Linked DNA regions of Anas platyrhynchos: region 1 is linked to region 2. Evidence: chromatin contacts called from public Hi-C data. All regions are on one chromosome and are shown on one strand. The core of a region is the stretch at or near the end of the contact, and the rest is flanking DNA. Distances in the headings are between cores, read along the strand shown.

Evidence for each region. Hi-C and Micro-C count contacts between places; a contact is called where the count stands out from the background.
Region 1: a contact with region 2 is called in a Hi-C map of F5 follicle, with 2.0 times the contacts expected there. The contact joins the promoter of HUS1 here to the enhancer-like site in region 2. A contact is called at or near these places in 4 of 8 Hi-C or Micro-C datasets (F1 follicle, F5 follicle, liver and 1 more).

The regions. Positions count from the first base shown.
Region 1 is chr2:106,097,051-106,104,189 of IASCAAS_PekinDuck_T2T, reverse strand. It overlaps HUS1 (HUS1 checkpoint clamp component), which reads left to right and starts at 5,658. Exons shown (of 8, transcript XM_027451288.3): 1 at 5,658-5,815; 2 at 6,100-6,227; 3 at 6,786-6,962. The coding sequence starts at 5,764. ICE1 (interactor of little elongation complex ELL subunit 1) reads left to right here. Exons shown (of 20, transcript XM_072033319.1): 19 at 604-702; 20 at 1,616-2,481. The coding sequence ends at 1,797.
Region 2 is chr2:106,011,837-106,019,288 of IASCAAS_PekinDuck_T2T, reverse strand. The region is part of intron 1 of TNS3 (tensin 3); the gene reads left to right. Among named protein-coding and RNA genes, the nearest start is that of TNS3, 22 kb to the left of the region's middle. Within about 2 kb of position 3,873, at least 5 of the 8 cell types and tissues checked have an H3K27ac peak or open chromatin away from gene starts, as enhancers often do. A contact at or near this core is called in F1 follicle and F5 follicle, where this site is marked.

The DNA of each region.
Region 1 (7,139 bases), core at 4,409-6,908, 83 kb before region 2:
TTTTTTTTTAATTTTCCTCAAAAAATTTCACCTTAAAAAGCAAAACTGTTAGTCTTATAAGATACTATTTGTCAGCCTGTGAAAATCATATATTTAAGTTATGAGATGTCACTATGATTTCGTGATAGTAAATATGTATGCTTTACGTATGTAAAATTAAATTATTTTTAGCTATATATGCTTTTAGCAAAGTATATAAAATAAGACTTTATATGTAACATAATACTTCTTGATGCGATTTTAAGGTAAAATCCTTTATTTGGTATCTAGGTTGCATTCAGGATAAACAAATAAACTTTGGTTTCAGATAGATGTTTTTGGTATGTAAGTTACATAATACTGTTTGTTAAACACAAGTTGTGTTCTTTGAGTTTTACTCTTAAAAATTGTAAACCCGCAGGAGTTTTTATCAGTCTGATGAAAAATGCCTTGGTGTCTTTAGTCAGAAGAGGAATAGGACAACTAATTTTTAGACAGCTGTAATTCAAATTTGGATTTTATATTGGCACTTCAACAGACAGTGAATGTAAAATTTAGGAAGTTGATTGTCTAAACCTCAGATACATAGTAACCTTTTTTTCCCCCCTTTTTTAAATCTTTCAGGTCGATTGGGCCAAATAGGTTTGAAGGAAGGTTATATTTCTGCGGTGAAGAATATTAGTTCTGTAATTGCACTGTTTGTACATCATGCAAAAGAGGAAGGTAATGTCTATTTAGAGAAACTTCAGCATAAAATCTGCAATGTGAATTTCTGCCAGTATAAACAAAACACACAAATTAGGTCAAGAATGCCAAAACAGCCTGCTTTGTGCAGTTTTATGTTAGTGTGAAAAAGAACAAACAGGTTTCAGTTTGAGTCCTTGGCCCTTCCAAAGTTAACAAAGCCTGTCTATTACTTTCTCTTTCAGGCAGGAAACAACTCTGAGGTAGTTTCAGCCAACTTGAAATTATGCTGTTTCACCTAACAGTGTACCAGCTGCTTCTGAGAATATAATGTGTGATCTTGACATAAGCAGGAATAGTTAATTTATTACCTGAACAGTTTGTGCTGGGGTTTGCTACTAGCAAGATTGTTGTATTGGGAGACAGGGGCCTGCAAGATGTTCTAAATTCCTGAGAGAAAGTGAGGCAAAAAAAGCATTGCTAAATTATTCTGCATATTAAGTAAATTTTGCAGTGAAGCATGGGTTGATGCTAGGGAGTTGTTTTGAACCACTCCTTTAGCTACTCTGCCTTTCAATCTCAGGCTTTTCCATGTAAGTGGAAGGGACGCATCTTTAAGTGTCTGTCTCAGTCTTTGTGTAAACCTATTTTCATACCATCTTGATCAGGTGGGACTAGAACTAGAGTAAAATCACTGAATACTCAAATCTTTTTTGCCCTTTGAATACTGAAAATCCTCTGAAATCAGAAAACTGGAAAATTCTTCTATAAAATGAAATGCTACAGAATTTTTGTTAAGATTGTCTTCTTGCTACTTTCACATTTTAGACATCCCCAAAATAAATGTTTGTATTCCAGTTCTTGAACTAATGTTTTCTTTAGCTTCATGTTTCTTCTCAGAATTATTGCATATTCAAATTTCTAGAAGCTGATTTGTTTTAACTTTTTGCAGGTGTTCCCTGGGGTGTGCAGCTGGCAGCCATATATTCACTGTGTGACTTGGGTTCAAGCAATCCAGTAGGTATTGTTGAAGCCATCAATGCTTGGAGAGCAACAGTTCTTAATAGCATCCCTCCTGCTGTCACAAGTGGCTTAGCTGAAATCACTTCTCTGTGTAAAATGGAGCTACACTAAAACCTAGGGAAATGTATTGGTCTAAAGGAAGAAGTGCCTTATTTTACTAAGCAGTAATTGGTTCCAGTTAAAAACAATACAAAGTGGTGGCTTAAGTATTTTGTTTGTATTTTCTGTTTGAGGGGAGAATTTTAAAAGGAATACAAATGCTTGCTTTTCCTAACGACTCATCAGTGATCTGAAAGCCAGTATGTTTTTGATTCTTGGGAGGTTTCTAGTTTGATGTCAGTAACAACCAGTAGCTGTTTCTGTTGTTTTTCTTCAATCAACTTGGAGCATGAGCATTTTGCAACAACAGAAGATAAAGCCTGGCTGAAAACTTGGCTCTGTTATTTTGTACTGTATGTATGTATAAAGTAGTTGTTCATAGCAGAGCTTTGCCCAGTTTGTTTTATTTTACTTGAGTAGTCTCATCTGCTTAATTTAAAATACTTGCGTAAAGCATGTTGGGATTGACCTCTTGTGTAACAACTGCATTTATAGTAACAGAGATATGAAAGCTCTGAACTTGTAAATATGTGGTATATTCTGATAATGTGTTTTTTACATTTGATATTGTTCCACTTGGGGAATTTTGTATATGTAAATAGAATGTTGGTCCAGAAAAAGTTTCAGTTTCTAAGGATAGATTCACTACACTCTGCATTTTTATATCTTTCGTAATAAAAGAAGCAAACACCATTATGTTCTTGTTTGTCTTTTTAAATAACACACCGAGAAAACTGTTGTTTCTAGCTTAAGTACTACATTTTGGACACAGGTTTCAATAGGATTGTTAGTTGCAGCAAGCACTTCACAGTGTCTTCTTGTTCTTGTAACTTTTTGGCACCTGAGGACCGGGTTGTTTCTTGCTCCTCTCAGCAGTTTCCCAGTTCTTTCTTGACCTGCAGGCTCCCAGCTCCTGTTGATAGAGCTCATGATTCTTTGCGGGTCTGCCTTGCAGCACACTTAGTTTCTCATTAAAGAAAGAAAAGTCCTCCACTTCTTGCAGTTCTGCTTGACTAGATGCTGCTGTCTTCAACAGAGAGTATGCACAGCTTTAGGTATTGCCTGTTGTACAAATGCCTGATGTATCTACATGAAATTTAGACACAAGCCTCAAGTTGCACCAGGGGAGGTTTAGACTAGATATCAGGAAGAAAGAGGTTAAAAGGTCAATCTAGGAGGCTGAAGTAGAAATAACTGTAGTGTTGATTTGAGGAGATTAGGTCAGAGGCAGGTGGATGAAGATCCACAGTGACGCTCATCAGTGCAATTAAGGCCTGTTGGTGCACTCAGATCCACCATACTGAGAAAAGTCTCTCTCTGATTATTGTGGTTCAACTCTCCAGGCACACCACTGCCACGACCCCCACAGTGGGATAAGAGATAGAATAACAACAGATTGAAGTGCAAGAACTCATGGGTTGACATAAGGACAGTTTAATAAGAAAAAGAAAGAAAGACAAAGCATTATCCTCTTGTTAATTTGAGTCCTGTGTATACATGTAATTTGCTAATGACCTTCAAACTGGTGAGTAAGAGGAGACCTGCATCTGGAAACACCCAAGGTCTGAGCTGATGACTTGATTGATACTGAGCCAAAAGAACAAATGTGGTTTTTGTTGTTGTTTTGTTTTGTATTTTTTTTCCCTAATAGAACAATGGAGTCAAATCTGAAATGTTTTATGAACAGATAGGCCAAGCCTTTGCTATGTATAGTTAGATAGAACTGCATATCTCTGTTACTACCTTACTTGCTAATTAGTCAGCTTTAATATACAGACTTGTGTTTCAAAATGGGGGGCACTGATGACCCAGGCCTGGAGGATATTTCAGAAGACTAGGTGAGAAACTCATGCAATGCCTATGTCCTTGGATGTGTAAATGACTTAGGTTAGTATGCATGCCTAAGTTGAAACAAGGTCAGAAAGAACAGAGATAAGAAAGCATGTGCAAGAACTGGGTTTAACTAGTGAAAGCAGTGAGGAAGACTATCACTGACCACCAGAAGACCCCGAAAGACCACCAGTAAAGACAAATGTACAAGTGTCAGGGATGTTTACATATTTTAATGAGTTCTGAGAAATAGTATAAATATGTTAGTTATTTCTTGGAAAGCTACTGAATGTGTATATTCTGATTGCATATAGCCTTTGTTGTTGAGCAACTCGTGCATACACTAGGTGGAGTAATCCCCCTGTTCGTTCAGTGCAGCAATTAAAAAATGCATGCTTTCTAAAGTTCCATTTGAGTCTTAGAGAGTTTAATCAACCAGCTTTTAAGGTAACAGATAAGTCATGATTATTTGACAGACTTAAAACCCGTGTTAATATTTGAAAGGTCTGTGAATGTATTTTGTGTGTAAATCTAGAGAGTGAAGGTTTGTGTATGTTTTCAACAGGAAACTTCAATCCTGATGAAAGGGGGAAAAATGGCTTCACTGTCTGTGTTCATATTTATATGAATGCTGTTTGTGTTTTCTTGTAAAGGCACGGCTCTGTCTGTGTTGGTCTACTGTGGCTGACTTGGTGTGTGTATCCATATCTCTGGAATACATATTCAGCCTCACCGCAGGCTAGACCTATGTATGGGGACAGCAGCATCTGCATCCATTGAACTGAGATTGAAGAAACCTTCTGGGTCTTCAAGTGCACTGAACTGTGTTTGTGAGGAATGGGTTAACTACTTTGCTGTGCTCTGCCTTATCTGCTCTGCAAGGAAAGAGTTAACAGTTCTGCCTAGAAGCTGGACACTAATTGCTTCCTCACCACCCAGAGCTGTAAACAGGGGCCTGAATACTTCTAGGGGATGTACTAGGAGCAACAAACCCATTAGGTGATGAAAACATTAGGTGATGAAAACAGTAAAAATCCTGTTTTGAGAAAACTTCAGCTTCAAGGCTGAACTAGGTTGGAATTATCAGACAAGAGATGTTCAAACCTCACCTGGATGTGATCCTGTGCAGTGTGCTCTAGGTTGCTTGAACAGGGAGGTTGGACTAGATGACATCCAGAGGCCCCTTCCAACCTCAACCATTCTGTGATTGATTCTGTTATGGTTAGGGTGAGCCATTAGGGTTGAGGTTGGGGTTTAGGTCTAGGTTTAGGGTTAGGGCTTAGCTAGGGTTTAGTTAGGTTTAGGTTTACAGTTAGGGTTAGGATTGAGCTGGGGTTAGGATTAGGTTTAGCCAGTAGCGTATGGCTTGGGTTAGTGTCCTGGGTTAGGGTTAGGCTTAAGTGTTATGGATAGGTTTGGTGTTTTGGGTTATGTTTAAGTGTAGGCTTACGTTTAACATTAGGGTTTGGGGTTAAGGTTAGGCATTTGGGTTCAGGCTAGGGTTAGGGCTAGGGTTAGGATTAGGTTTAGGTGTAAGGGTTAGGATTAGTGGCTAGGGTTGAGGTTAGGGTTTGAGTTAGTGTTAGGTTTAGTTTTAGCTTTAGTGTCCTAGGTTAGTTTTAAGCTTAAGTTTATGGTTAGCCATTAAGTTAAATGTTAGTTTCAGGGTTAGGATTTACAGTTAGGTTTAGGGTTTCAGATAACATTGAGGTTTTGGGTTAGGGTTAGGCTTAGGGTTCAAGTTTAAATTAAGGGGATTAAGTTTAGAGTTACATTTCTGGTTAGGATTATATTTAGGGTTACTACTTCCTTACACGACTGTTGCTTGTTTCCCTTGTGATCACTTAAGCTTAGGAACACCCCTAGAGGCAGAGCCTGAGCCCGGCCCTTCCACGGCAGGGCGTGAGGCTGGGGTTACCCCTATTTTCTGCTGCAGGGCGTTTGAAGAAAGCCCCTCAAAGGCAACAGGGCTGAGAAACCACACAGATATCTGGATTTACAGCTTTGTCAAGGGCATGCCGAGCTGTGGCGAGCCCCGAGCCCTCCTTCCCCCCGCCCCTCGCGTCAGCCGCGCCCGGGGCCGCCTGGGCCCCGCCTTGGGCCGCGCTGCCGGAGGCGGGCGGCGGCGGGGGGACGGGGAGCGCTGCCATGCGTTTTCGGGCTAAGATCGTGGATCTCGCCTGCCTCAACAACTTCAGCCGTGAGTGTGTCGGGCTCGGCGGTGCCTCGGCCAGCCTCACCCGGCGAGGAGGAGGAGGGAGGGCTGTGTGCGCCGGCCCCTTTGTAGGCGCGCTGAGGCCCAGGCCGTGGCTCCATCCAGCGGGGGGGGGGGGGGGGGGGGGGGCAGCGTGAGGTCGCTTTCTTCCCCCTCATCCCCTCGGCGTTTCTGGGATTTTCTGGTATCAGATGTGATTTTGGGGATTAAGGGTTTATCCCCTGCCAGCAAAGCAGTTGGTGCTGTAGTATTTCCCCTTCCCTCCGCAGGTGTCGTTAACACCATCGCCAGGTTGGCGAAGACCTGCACGCTGCGTCTCACCGCGGGCAAGCTCTACTTCATCCTCTGCGATAAGGTGGCAAATGGAGGGGTCAGCATGTGGTGCGAGCTGTGCCAGGTAAGCCGGGGGGAGTTAAAAACAAAACAAAACAAAACACGTCACTGCAAACCAGAGCATGCAGCTGGGGCCTTTTTACATGGTGGCAATTCCAACAACAGCCCTTACCTGAGGTGTCTCAGGTCAAGGTGCTCTGTTTTGCGAGACTGCCTTTTAGTTGTGCAGACCCAGTGTTTCGGGCTAGACGCCACTTTTCCTGGGTTGTCACTTCTTTGTAAGGCTTCAGTACGTGCTGGCCCACAAGATCCTGCCCAGAACTGGAAACAGTTGAGCATAACTCATCCCTAATACCCTATGTTTTGACAACCTATGTGTGTTAGGGCAGGGTCTGAAGTTAATGGGTTTAGCTCTGAAGAAATGGGCCTTCATCCTTACGCAGCCTGTATTAATTTCTACATGTGGTGCTGGGCAGAGGAAACCTGCTGTAAGCATATGCTTCTAAAGTTAAGGTCTGTTAAGTCAAACTTGCCTCACTTCATTTGCCTTTTTTCTTCCTTTTTTTCTTTACTTTTTTTTTTTTTTTAATTTACTTTATTTCACAACTTTTAAAACTTGCAGGGGAATTTCTTTGACGAATTTCAGATGGAAGGAGTGGCTGCGGATCACAATGAAATCTATTTAGAGCTCACACCTGAGAACCTGTCGAGAGCATTAAAAACTGCCCAGAGTGCTAAGGCAGTGAAGATCAAGTTGACTAACAAACACTGCCCTTGTCTCAAAGTTTCTGTGGAGCTAGTAAGTGCAACAATGCTTTTATCATCGTTATTAAGTAAAAGCTTTGGTAGCTTTGGTATAACTCTATAAAACTAAAGAAAGAAAAATCTTGCTGTTTTCCATTTTACTGGCATTTCCTGCCATCATGGTTGGTAGTGCGCAGAATGAGCTTTGTATTTTCCAAAAGACAAGGAAGAG
Region 2 (7,452 bases), core at 2,624-5,123:
GATTTTTATTATGAAGTCTACAAAATGTGAAATTTGTGCATATGTGCTGGATCCTCCATATTGAAGGTTTGTGTAACCATTTCTGTGAACACTTCTGAAGTGTGCTTTTGTAACCCCCTGCTCCCTGTGTCCTGTCTGTACAGCCAGCTGACTTAAATGCTGACCCTCATGCTGAGTAAAGCTGTGGCAGTGGGTTTTGTTGCTCTGAGGAACATCACCTGAAGAATCTGTTAGACGCAAATGCTCTGACCTCATCCTGGAGGCAATAAAAATCTGACAATCGTTATTAGAGGCCCTGACCAATGTATATATACATTTAGAAGTGAACAGGTGTTTTTTGTATTGTTAGTGTACCTAGTATCATGCAATGTTATAATGGAGACTGAAAGGGGAGAGACTGAAAAGTTCAATTATAATGGTACCCTCCCTGTCTGTAAAGCATAAGACCAACAGTTGCTTTCGCCACTGGAGGTCACTACCATCCCTTTTGGTTCATAGACATTTCCCCAAGTACCGAGTCATTTATGGGAAATATTTTGAAGTTTTCAGAGGAAGCGTGCATTTTAAAAATACATCTAAATACTATCTGTTCCTTATTATAGGACTAATTAAGCCAGATTTCTTTTAAAGCTATATGTACATGCTTACATGGTTTCATAGTTGTTACCATGAAATGTTCATGATTTGGTCTCCTTTCACTATTATTCAACCCATTTAACTTTCCCTAACTAGTCATCACTGCCTCTTATTTCCCTGTGTATCTTTTTGCATTTTCTTGTCCTTATTTTTCAGGATGACTGTATCTTGTATTACTTACTGTAATGAAAACAAAAGAATAAAATCATAACACAATCCTATGGAAACCACCTGTATTTAAGATAATGGTTATGTAAATCAGGACATGACAATATTAGGGATGCCTGTGCAATAGAACCCAAAGGCACACAAAACCCCAAACCAACATATCACTAAAAAAAATGCAAATATATTTTCCTTAGGCTTGTAAATAGCTCCTCTGTGCCCTGTAGCTATCTTAAAGATGCTTGTTACTAGAGGAGTGCATTTAACCTGCCAGTTTTTCTGCTGAAAATGAAATGCTTGAAAGGAGAAGGTCTAGCATCTATGAAACTGCAACCTGAACAGCAATTTTATTAAAATAAATAAATAAATAAATAATTCCTTCCTGGAACAGAAACATTTGTGGTAATTGTAGCTGTTGTAATATATCCTCCTTTTTCTTTTACCAAGTGTTCTTTTCTTCATGTGCAATCAAAGCTGGCTATGCTGGGGATGGAGGTCACCCTTGATCAAGCGCCACATGCTGAAGAGCCTGACTTTTCTTTTAATCACACTTGCAGACATTTCAAGCTCTACTGCAGCAGTGCTGAAAGACTTGTATCAGGGGAATTGACTCTGAATGGCATGCGAGCATAGAGATCTTCTGTGTCATGCCTGCTTTATTACTTCTTTCAGCTTGATTTACTGCTGATTTTTAACTTGTAAGCAAACCATCTCCATAAAGTAAATAGTGTCAGCTGTCAAGCTGACTCTGTCGTACAGTAAATGTGTGACATTTTTGAAGCCTGTGTTCTGCTGTCTGAAGAAGCTGTTGCACACTACTGTTAATCTTGGGGCCCTTCTCATTCTCTACCTTGGGATCCAAGGCCATACTTAACCGTAAACAAGTGAGTCTCTATCTGCTGGTTTCTGTTCATCGCTGCTGTAGTTCACTGTAGCTTTCTGTGAGTCTGGTGACACACAGTCCTCAATTCATCAACATTCAAAATATTATTGAATGTTACATATTTTGAATTAAAAATACAAGTCCTCAATTCCCCTGGCACTAGAAAAGGAGCAGCAAAACATTAGAGATGGCACGTTCAGCACTGAGAGAATGATTTGTGTCTCAAATGTCATAGTATCTTCATAATACAGAGGAAACAAATGAGAGACAGAAAAGCTTCTCTTTACTCAGGTGTGCTTGTAATTTGCCAGTCTTGGTCAATGTAACACACAAACATAGGCAGTGCAGATTTCATTCAGAGTATACTATTTAATGCTGCCTTCTGCTTAGAACATGAAGAAAAAGAAACTGGGATAATTTTTATTAGCACAGAGATCAATCAGAGGGCTTCAGCTGTCTTAAAAATACTCTCCCAGGTTTTCACTCAACTTCTAGCTGTGCCATTCTGACCCTGAGGGAGAGATAGTAAAGCAGGACAGGTAGGGACAAACCTCTGTTGATCAGGAATAGGGTGATTAATTAAGTTGTGCCATGGTATGTTCCAGGGCAACTGACTGGATGAAGGGGGAGGTAGAAGCCAAATTTTTGCCAGGTCTATGAAAGGCAAAACTGTGCTGTTAATATGCATCCCTTTTACAACCTAAGGACAACGTTAAGTTTGAATCCAGCTCTGGCAAACACTTTTTTTTTTTTTTTTTCTCTTTTGTGCTTCCGATGCTGAAGCTTGTGTTACTTTACTGTAGTGGGGTGGTATTTAAATAGAATTCCCTTTGGTTTACAAAAGGAGGGAAGATAAATAGCAAGTGCTTTTAAAACAAGCAGCAAATTCTATAAGCAGCAAAAATAATTAAATTTGTTTTCTTGTGTGTTAGTCTTGGGATCAGTCTCCTGAATGGATTTTTTTATAAATAAGGATGTGCTTTCATGATGGTGTTCTTTTGATGGAAGCATATATAATTTTCATCTTCCAGCTAACTTCTGTTCGCAGGAAACTCAAAGGAACTATCATAAAGCCTTTTTATACTTTGGCCAGGATTGAAGTTAACAAATTAAAAAACAGCTAGGGAAGAAACTAAAGACAGAGGTCTGAAGCATGTAGATTTCTGTACTCATAAGTAATAGTTAGGAAACCAAGGTAAAAATAAAAGAAAAAATACAAATGCATTTTGCAAGACTATCATAGCATGCTTTCTTGCAGTTAAATATTCAGTACGTGCCACCTCTCCTACTACAGTTTGCTGTGAAATTACAGCTTTTCACAAGCATTAATCAAGCACATGTTTTCTAGTAAGCTAGGTGGCTTCTGGAATAAATGAACAGCCAAAACTGAGCCAGAAAAGTCTGCCAAACTTGCATGAGGATGCTCTGTCATAGACATGTTTAAAAACCTCAGTTTTTAGCAATTCAGATGCCAGTGAGTGTTTTTTTTTGTTTTGTTTTGTTTTTTTAAGGAGTATATATAAATTAAACACATGTATCTTTTTTCATGATAATTAACTCATATTGTTAAACATTTGATAAAGGTCAGGCAGGCAACAGGCAAAAGTACTGTTGGAATCTTTATTTTACTGTAAAACTTGAAGTAATTTTACTCTATTTTAACTGTTCTAGCTGATTATTAGAGACAGCGAACGATTCACCTTTTGAGGTAGGTGGCATTTGTCCTGTCTATCCATCAGGGAGAAGAAAGTTGTTCAGTAATTACTGAAAACACAACCGAAACAATGCTTATTTAGCATTTTTGACTTTTCCACAATTTCATCAGAATGGTTAAACAAGCTTGAATAGGCTGAGTCTGTGATGGTAGAATTAACCTCTATTCATCAATCTGCTGTTGGAAGTACCTGATCAGAATAGTACTAGGATACTAGCGCTTGTACTGCTGATTAAACCTTAACCTGGGATCCTATCCAAGGAAAAGAAAGTAACTTTCCTTTGAACAAGGGCATTCTCTTTCTTAAGCTTATTTTCAGGTATGCCATTACAAAGTGTTGAATGTGAGACCTCCCTTCCATTTCTATACCTATACATTACAGAGCAATATTTAATAAAGTTCTGCAGGGCACAAGAGTTAAGACTGCATGATGTGCACACTCAAGGTTTCTGTGGCCACATTTGCCAACAATGATGTGTTTTTATCTTGTTCCTTTGGGGAACAGCTTCTGTGTAATCTGGTTAAATGGTACAAGTATGTGTGTGTATGCACACAATTTATCCCGAGGCAGAAATATGAATGAATTGTTAAAGGTCAATGGTTGCCTGGTTGCTGAGACAATAGTAAGAAATCCTCCTCTAATAGGCCAAAGTGCTTTACTTTCTTGGCTATGTTCACTCAGATTAGTTACCGGAATATGGATGACAAATCCTCTTGAAGGCTCTTAAAATGCTAAGTGTAAAATATCTTTGACATGCTTGCTGCTCATATCATAACTTACTCCTAGCATGCATTATGTCTGCCTGATAACTCAGCTTCAGATGGTCTCTGAAGTCATAAACTCAGCACTGCGATTTCAAAAGACAATCTCTGGTGCTTTTCGATCTGCTTGTTTTATGTCTTTTTTTATGGGGACTGCTTAAAACCGAATCTTAGAAGTTCACCAAGTTTCATTTTCTAAAACTTTTTCTCATGAGAATCCCAGCACTGAGCGTTACACAAGCCAGGAGGCCCCCTGCCCTCCCCCCGAGCCGCTCGGCTCCAGGTCAGAGGCGCCCCGCGGCGGGCAGGGGATGGCGGCGGGGCAGGGGAGGGCGGCGGGCAGGGGCCGCCCTCGCGAGAGCGGCTGACGGGGCCGGGCGGATCCGGGAGCGGCCGCCTCCCGCCCCCTCGTAGCGGGGAGGCCCCTCGGAGCATGGAGAGACCTGGAGGAGCCGAGGGGGCTCGGAGCAGTAGTTAGCGCCGGGAGAGCTCAGGAGCCTGGGCACCTCGAAGCTCGGCACCCTCCACAAGCACCGCAGCCTCCCAGGCAGAGCGCCCGGGCGAACACGCTGCCCCAGGTGTGCCCTGCTCTTGGGACAGTAAAACTGCCTTCCCCCCGTCCATCCTCTTCCACCTCCTCCCCCCGAGCGGTTCAGGGGAATGGGGGTTGCGGTCAGGCACTGCTCTGCCGCTCCTTCACCACCAGCCTCGTCCCCTGCTCCACGTGGGGTCCCTCCCACGGGATGGTGTCCTTCCGTGGGCTGCCACAGGCAGCAGCTCTCCAAGCACTGCTCCCACACGGCTCCGTCCCACGGGGTCCATCCATCCCCCAGGAGCAAACTGCTCCAGCACGGGTCCCCCACGGGTGGGTGGCAGCTCCCCCCAGGCCCCCTGCTCCTGCGTGGGCTCCTCTCCACGGGCTGCAGCTCCAGCCTGGGGCCTGCTCCTGCAGGGGCTCTCCATGGGCCGCAGCCTCCTCCAGGCCACATCCACCTGCTCCACCGGGGGCTCCTCCACCCATGGGGGGGCTGCAGCGTGGAGATCTGCTCCATGTGGGACCCATGGGCTGCAGGGGGACAGCCTGCTCCACCAGGGGCCTCTCCACAGGCCGCAGGGGAACTGTTGCTGCCTGCCTGGAGCACCTCCTGCTACACTCACCTTGGGGTCTGCAAGCCTGTTTCTCATTCCCCACTCTCCTAGCTATTGTGGAGTATTATTTTTTTCCTTTCACTTTCTTAAATATGCTCTCACAGAAGTGCAAACAGCATCATTTACTGGCTCAGCTCTGGGCAGTGTCAAGTCACTTTGGAGCCGGCTGAAACTGGCTTTTATTTAACATGGGGCAGCTTCTGGATTCTTCCCACTACTGCCTCCCTGGGGCCCAGATTTGGGATGTGAAGAGAAAGCTTTCTGCCCTGGTTTGTCCCTTGGACAATTACTTGTTACTGATTTTTCAGGTAGGCAATGATGAAGCTTCAAGATGAAGTCTGAGGGCAATCAAAAGAGACTTCAGGGCCTTGGGACAATTAGTTAATGAATGGGTCATGAGCACAGATGGTATTTTTCTCAATACCTCCATTTGCAGAGATTGACGAGGTGAAAAACAGGGAGAGCCAGCAAATCAATATCTGGCTCCAAGCCTGGTGTCACGAGCAGGACTTTTTTTTTTTTTTTTTGATCATGGGTCATTTTACAAGACACCAGGCCTGCTGTCAATGGATGGGGTTCACCTGTCTCTAAGGGGGAAAAGGATCTTTGCTTGGAAATTAGCAGTACTCATTGATAGGACTTTAAACTAGATTTGAAGGGGGAAAGGGATAAAAACAGGCTGGATGGAGACAAGCAGGGTAGTATGACAATTGTTTAAGGGATGATGTGCTAGCAAGGACCATTGGTCTACTGCCCCTGTTGAGGTAGGAGATAGAGAGCCAGGTGGCACCAAAGGCACAAGGTACATTGGTGGGTTAGAAATTACAAAAATGCCTGGGAATGGTCATGCAGGAATTAGGGCTTCTCCCCACAAAAAGATGATGGGATCACTAGCCCAAATGAAGTGCATCTACACCAATGCACGCAGTGTGGGCAACAACCAGAAGGAGCTGGAAAGCTATGACAGTTGTCATCGCAGAAACATGGTGTGATGGCTCACACAACTAGATCGCTGCAATGAATGGCTATACACTCGTCAGAAGGGATAGGCTAGGAAGGAGAGGCAGTGGGGTAGCCCTGTATGCTAGGGAGAGTTTTGACCGTCTAGAGCTGAACAATGGTGATGACAGGGTTGAGTGCTTATGGTTAAGAAGCAAGGGAAAGGCCAATGAGGCAGTTGTCATGGTGGGGGCCTGTTACAGACTGCCTAACCAGGACAAAGAGGCAGATGAAATATTCTACAAACAACTGGGAGAAGTCTCGCCGTTGCTAACCCTTGTTCTCGTGGGGGGCTTCAATTTACCAAATATCTGCTGGAAATAGAGCACAGCAGAGAGGAAATGGTCAGGGAGGTTTCTGAAGTGTGTGGAAGATAACTTCCTGACAGCTGGTGAGTGAGCCTACTAGGGACTGTGCCCTGCTGGACCTTTTGCTCACAAATAGAGACAGATTTGTGGATGATGTGGAGGTTGGAGTTTGTCTTGGGCACGGTGATCACAAAATAATAAGAGTTTTTGATTCTTGGAAAAATAAGGACAGGGGTTAGCAGAACTGCCACCCTAGAATTCTGAAGGGCAGACGTCGACCTGTTAAGGAAGCTTTTTGGTGGAGTCCCTTGGGAGGCAGTCATGAAGGGTAAAGGAGTCCAGGAAGGCTGAAACACTCTTCAAGAAGGAAATCTGAAAGGAGCAGGAGGAAGCCATCCCCACATGCTAAAAGACGAGCTGGTGTAGAAGGAGACCATCCTATCTGAACAGAGAGCTGGGGCTAGAGCTCAGGAAAAAAAAAAAAAGAAAAAAAGAAAAAAAGAGAGAGAGAGTTTATGACCTTTGAAAGAAGGGGTGGGCTACTCAGGAGTACTATAAACATGTCATGAGGCTGTGCAGGGAGAAAATTAGAAAGGCCAAAGCCCAGCTTGAGCTTAATCTGGCTAATGCTGTTAAAGGCAATAAAACATATTTTTATAAATACATGAACAAGAAAAAAAGGACTAAGGAGAATGTCCATCCTTTACTGGATGTGGGGGGAACATAGTGACAAGAGATTACTAAGAGGCTGATGTAGTTAATGCCTTCTTTGCCTCAGTCTTTAGCAGCAAGACCAGTTGTTCTCTGGGTACCCAGCCCCCTGAGCTGGTAGATAG